Linked DNA regions of Arabidopsis thaliana: region 2 is linked to region 1. The links are chromatin contacts, called in public capture Hi-C maps. All regions are on one chromosome and are shown on one strand. The core of a region is the stretch at or near the end of the contact, and the rest is flanking DNA. Distances in the headings are between cores, read along the strand shown.

Region 1 (3,399 bases), core at 560-3,059:
AGAGGCGAAAGATCATTGAGTCTACACAATTCACGCTAATAAGACAGGATATTTATGTAGATATCCAAATGTTTACACTTACTCCTCATGGAATTGCAAACTTTTTGGAATCAAACAAGAGAAAAAAAAAACGAAATGAGTTTATTACACAAGCCAGTTTGAGATTCTTTCATTGACCAGTTTTAAACTGCACCATAGTTCTAGTTTCTAACCATATGCACAAGGGACTAATAAAGATCGGATCGATATGATTTGACCTAAATACCCCTTGAACCCGGGACATCGATCCACTCGAGCTGTAGCTCAACCTCTCCACACTCCACGTGCTGGAGTCTAAGGAACATATTCTGGACAATCTTGCCTTGGTTCAACACAATGTGGCTTGATTCAGACAAACAATTTTTTCTGCTCGGCTCTATCTTCTTTATTATGGTCCCATTAGGAAGTCCTGGTCCGAGCTGATGGGCAAATTTAATAGCTTCAATAAATGGACCAATGTGGAACTCGGCTTCTCCCATCTTGTCATCCGCGGAGAGCAAGTCATAGTCATAAACCGTCTGCATCATAATTCCCACCGCTTATCATTCTGGTTCAGCTATCATGCTACAATATAATGTAAGGATTACTTACAAGTTTAATCGGGAGATTCGGATCAGTCACGGAAAGTGTCAAGTCGTCGTTCCACTCGGGGTTTACACTATGTTTCACCACGCGTGTTTTCAACTTCTGTATCACAATCACAAACAAAAGATTCAAGAACTAGCAAATGCTTTTGATTGATCTTAAGGTAAGTCAAAAGGCGACAACACAAGTTACAAATATTTCGTGGTGGAACCAGAAGAGATTGATGTTGACATCAAAAAATCAATGGCTTTTCACCAATATTCCAATGTTCATAAAGATCTCATGTGCAAAGGACCCACTAATATGAAACGAAGCAAAAGTCTACTTCTTCATTTACATGTATGCAAATTATAAACTATATAACTCAAACTCTATTCAGAGAAGGTATTAACTGGTTATTAATTTGGATTAGGTTAAGACAACTCATAACTAGTACTATTCAGACATATACCAAATCAAAAGTCAGAGACTTCACATTTAGCTTGTAAAGATTAGGTATAACTAAATATGTGATGTCAACCCTCAAAAACTGCCTCCAATCCATTATTGATAACCAAATTTTTAATCAAATTTCTAGTTAGTTTTGAGATCTACAAAAAGAATCAATAATCCACTGTCAAATTATAAAAGACCTCATTGAGTTTCACTACATAGACTCATCAATAATCTTATCTCTTTTATAATAAAAGTTTTACTACCGACCAACAGTTCAATAAACGCATCAGATTCTACTAGATGCATAACCAGATTTATTCTAAGATGCAAAACAGAATTGGCTAAAATGGAAGAGAATAAATTTTTGGTACCTGTTTACCGCAGTGAACGACGATGTAAGGATCACTGCTTGAGATGTCTCTAATGGCGAGATTCACACCTCTTTTCACATGAATTCGAAGAAGACCTACAAGATTCTCCATTGTTTGTTTTTCTTTTTGTTTTTTTCTCTCGTAGAAAGTTTGTTGGAGTGGGTGTGATGATGAGAGACTTGGAGAATTCGGACAGCTCTGATGAGGTTTTGTGACTTTTGTCTATTTTCTTATATAGATACGGAACTGATTTTATCTTCTTTATTTTTCCGAGGATGGATATATTGTAGACTTTTCTGCCTCGAGCCACCTCTGTCTCTTTTTTACTTTAATTGTTTACCATTTCTAAAAAGACATGTAAAACAAAATAGATTATTGGAAAACAAGAAATTAAGTGAACAATACAAAAATAATAATAGAGGAACACAAAAAATACAAAACAAACGTTGAGAAACCGAAGAGATTCTAACTAATTTTAATAATTTTTCTAAATCATATGCTTCATCCTTTTTATTAAATTGTGGAGGTTGAAGATGTTGTACTATATTTTTCTAAAGTTACAAATTCTTACAATCATTTGTTTCTTTTTCTTTTAATTTAAAATATTGTATTGTCCAAATTTGTCTTACTCGTTTTTAGAGAGTGTTATGTTAATTCATTAGCTGGTTAATTTTTTTTTTAATAAGAATTCTGACCTACTTTGCCTCTTAAAAATTTATGATTTTTTATATGATATGTTTTTGTTTTGTTGTTTGGTGTTTTTTCCTCTTATTTATTATAATTGAGTTGAGAAAAAAAAAACTAGTACTTTTAGTTTTGGATTAGATGGCAATAGGTCGTGTAAAGGTTTTTAGGGAATTTAAATGTTAGTTTGAATTAGAAAACCAAATGTTAAAACTGTATTATCCGGGGGAGGTGACGGATTAGTCAATTTCTATGGGTATTTTACCGACTATTTAAATAATTTTTGTCGTATTCAATTGACCAATACACTCAATTATTCGTCTCGATGATGCAGCTAATTAGAAAGTTAGTATTTAATTACGCAATTAATTTTTAATTACGGGCACATGTCACGCCAAATTTGGATTTGACCAGCAAATTAGAGTTTGAAGACTTTAATTCTTTTTTCCTTAACTATAAACAAAGGTCTGGTACGTATTTGATTTCCATCACCATAACTATAAACAAAGGAGTATGATTTTGTTGCGCGAAAATTTATTTTTTCTAGCCTTCCAAAATTTTCATGCAACTAACCAAAAGTGGCAGTGTAAATTGGTAATAAATCAGTATAATTAGAAACAATCATTGACTAAAAAACTATACACAATATTACAATATATTATGGACCAAAAGTTATTGTATTTTATAAGATTTCCAAAATTTCATGCAACTAATAAAATTAGGATTAATTATAGAAAAACCATAATAAAGTATGGTCTATTATGAATTTAGCCATATTCTCGAGTGATTATAAAGACGGATATTTTTGTTTTTTCTAAAATATTAATTTGCCTTTATTATTTTTTCTTCTTTAAAATTTTAATTGGGTCTTGAGATATAATTTTGACGAAAATGACTTAAGATTTGCTCATGATTCACAATCATATACTTTTCAGTTATTGCATACATGATTGTTCTGAGTTCTTTAGACATTATCTTTTACGGTTAAGATGATTCGATCCGCATCTATAATTAGAGAATTTGGGTTCTATAACATCATCTCTTAGAGCTTAGATATCTTACATCAAAACTTGTTTAATTAGTTCTATTGGATTCATCGAAAAAGGTTGGTCGTATAAACGTTGTGTGAATCATCGAAGCATAAGGAAACGATATTGATGGAGTCGAAAATAATGATTTTGATGGAATGTAGAGTCGGTGTTAATAAACAAATTTGATTATCACGACGGAGAGAATTGCAGTCGATGGAGACGGTGAGGGTTGTTGGTCTCATGACGGAAAAAAC
Region 2 (3,240 bases), core at 141-2,640, 140 kb before region 1:
TAAAATAGTTCAAGGATCATGTTTTTTGTTGTAACATCCTTGGCATCATTGTGGGTTAGTGACCATGGTTTTCTTTCTCATATAACATGAATAGTCTGATCGGAGGACAGAAAAGACATCATCATCGGACCGTGTCCTTGGAAACGGAAAGTTATCGTCGGTGAATGAGACTAGCGGAAACAAACTTTATAACAGATTCATCTTGAGTGAAGCTAATGCATCGAAAGACAAACCATAAATAAAACGTCTCCATGATTGGAGGAAATTGCCGGAAACATAATTGTTTCCAACCAACAAATGAAATCTCAATTGAGACTTCAAAACTAACTCGCTTGGATAGATGCATTATTTCTTATTGATTTGAGATCTGCCATCAACACTCTATAAAGCAAAAACTGCATCGAGAACATCGAAGGCTGATGAACAAAGGTCTCCAATCCAAGCGAGTTATAGTTAAAACTGGTTCGGTAAAATTATTTCAACTAATGCATCCAATCACACCCAAATATATCTCTTATGTTTCCCCGAAGACACTATAATTATGGAGTATATGTAGAGCAGTCAAGCTGATCATACTCGTCCCGCGAAGCATATTTTATAAAGCTTTTGTCTAGGAGGTTTAGAAAAAGTTTATAAGTGCTTCTTGGTCCCGGTTTTGGTTTAATGCATCTAATTTTTTTGCAGGAAGCTAGATATGTATTGGATGTCGATTATGCTAAATGAAAAAACGTAAAACCTTCTTATAGAACTACTAATCCTGTCAAAGAAAATTCTACAATTTTTAGCTTTCGGATCGTCCGAACCTCTTCTAAAAACTAGTAATGTAGTTCGTGTATGAACCTATGTGGAGGATATCCTTGAACTAAAGTATCTTAAGAGAAAATTACTCCAACAGAAAATTAACACTATATGTTAATAGAAATTGTAAAATGAGTTATATATAGATTATTAACACTAGACGTTAATATAAATTACGAGGTGGCCCCAGTTTTTTATCCCCCACGCTTCCCTCTCTTAGTCCTTATATAAACTTCTTGTCTTCCAATTCTTCATACCCAAAAACAATAACCAATTCTCCTAAAGTTTGTTTTCTCTCGCCTCTAAGAAACAATGTTGAGTGCCTTTTTGGGTCATGCGTCAGCTATTGCTATAGCTTCACCAGTAGTCAGCATTGTGGGCATCAGGTTATTTTCTTGATTTATACTTTTGGGATTATGTGAATATTGTACTCTCCCTCTCTCTCTCTTTCTTTTTTTTTCAATGTCATTTTCAGTTTATTGTTTAGCAGGCATATGCATATTCATCTTTTTCTTTACATGTTAATTTTAATTAAGGCGACAAACATATGGAGAGATGAAACACGTGGGGGTCGTTGAAAAACAAAGAGAAATGCCAACATTTCCTCAATCGTTTCCTATGAACGGTGGTGATGGTCCGCACAGTTACATCCACAATTCCTCTTATCAAGTAAGTAACAATGATATAACAAATATCTCTTTCTATATATTATATGATTTGAAAGCTAATTACGATACTATAGCTAAGATTGTTTGTATCACTTGTGATATAGAAAGTAGCGATAGATGGCGCTAAAGAAAAGACAAGTGAAGCCATCCTAAAAAACCTCGATCTCGAACTCTTGAACCGTAATTCTGATGAAAATATCTTAAGAATTGCGGATTTTGGTTGTTCTATTGGACCCAACACGTTCGAAGTAGTCCAAAATATTATCGATACGGTGAAGCAAAAAAACCTAAAAGAAAACAATGCCTATATTGGTGCTCCTCTCGAGTTCCAAGTTTGCTTCAATGATCAACCAAACAATGATTTTAACACACTTTTTAGAACCCAACCTATCTCTTCCAAACAAGCATATTTATCGGTTGGAGTTCCAGGATCTTTCCATGGTAGAGTATTACCAAAAAATAGCCTCCATATCGGTCACATTACCTATGCGCTCCACTGGCTTTCTACAGTTCCCCAACATGTTTGCGACAAGAAATCTCCGGCATTGAATAAAAGCTACATTCAATGTAATAATTTAGTAGAGGAAGTGACTGAAGCTTACCGGGTCCAGTTTAAAAAGGACATGGGAGATTTTCTTGGGGCAAGAGCTGAAGAGCTTGTTTCGGGCGGATTGATGATCCTATCAGGACAATGCTTGCCCGATGGTGTCCCTAAGGCTTTGACATGGCAAGGGGTTGTGATCGATATGATTGGAGATTGTCTTATGGATATGGCTAAACAGGTAAGGAATTTATTTCCATGACTTTTTTCTTATATTCTAAGTTTTCCAAACATGCATCATATTTTGTGCTTCAATGCTTTATCTTCCGTTTGCTTGCTTTATTCTTTGTAGGGAATTACGACCAAGGAAAAGATCGAACTGTTCAGTTTGCCCATATATATTCCGCATATTAGTGAATTCAAGGCAGAAATAGAGCGAAATGAAAACTTTAGTATCGAGACAATGGAGAAGATAAGTCATCCTATGGATTATAAGCCACTAACCAACGACTTCATCACTTCCATGTTTCGAGCCATTCTCAATACGATTATTGAAGAACACTTTGGAGATGGTGTGGTCAATGAGCTATTCGATCGATTTGCTAAGAAGCTCAACAAGTACCCAATTGATTTCAAAAGGTGTAAAAAGTATGTGAATTATTTTATCGTGCTTAAAAGAAAATAAAAATGGAGATAATGACAAAACTAGTTATGTCATCCTCAATGTTGTTTCATCATAAAAATAAATCATGTCAATTATTGTGTGTGTGTGTGTATGTTTAAATTCAATAAAAATGGTCAATTGTGCGTGTTTCATAAATTCTTACCTATCCTTGATGTCTAAAAATTTGGAAACAAAGAAAAAATCTTGAAGCTTTCTTTTCAAACATTTTTAGATTTATAGTCTATGGTTTGGATTACATCACTATATTTGTACAAGGCCAAAAGAGCGGTTATGGTTTTTGGTGGAGTTGGAGATTTGGCAAAAGTTTTGGTGATTAACATTACTATTCTTGTATACATGTTAGCAATAAATTTAAAGTATAAAGATATGAAAATTCGTTTTTTTAATGTAGAGAATACAAATATGAAATATGTGTCTTGACGAAAAAAGAGAATACAAATATGTGAACAAATCACTTATCTAACAAGTAACTTCTCTATCTATCTCTCGAATATTTTTATATTCTATACCATTAATTTACCTGCAGTAATATTAATCGAAAACTGGCT

Evidence for each region. Capture Hi-C pulls out chosen DNA fragments and counts their contacts.
Region 2: a contact with region 1 is called in a capture Hi-C map of shoot, with 2.3 times the contacts expected there. The contact joins the promoter of AT5G37990 here to the promoter of AT5G37740 in region 1. A contact is called at or near these places in 1 of 26 Hi-C or Micro-C datasets (root) and 1 of 3 other capture datasets (shoot).

The regions. Positions count from the first base shown.
Region 1 is chr5:14,990,290-14,993,688 of TAIR10.1, reverse strand. It overlaps AT5G37740 (Calcium-dependent lipid-binding (CaLB domain) family protein), which reads right to left and starts at 1,809. Exons shown (of 3, transcript NM_123133.4): 1 at 1,431-1,809; 2 at 631-726; 3 at 1-557. The coding sequence starts at 1,541. The coding sequence ends at 258.
Region 2 is chr5:15,133,319-15,136,558 of TAIR10.1, reverse strand. It overlaps AT5G37990 (S-adenosyl-L-methionine-dependent methyltransferase superfamily protein), which reads left to right and starts at 1,390. Exons shown (of 3, transcript NM_123158.4): 1 at 1,390-1,467; 2 at 1,571-2,248; 3 at 2,360-2,692. The coding sequence starts at 1,390. The coding sequence ends at 2,692.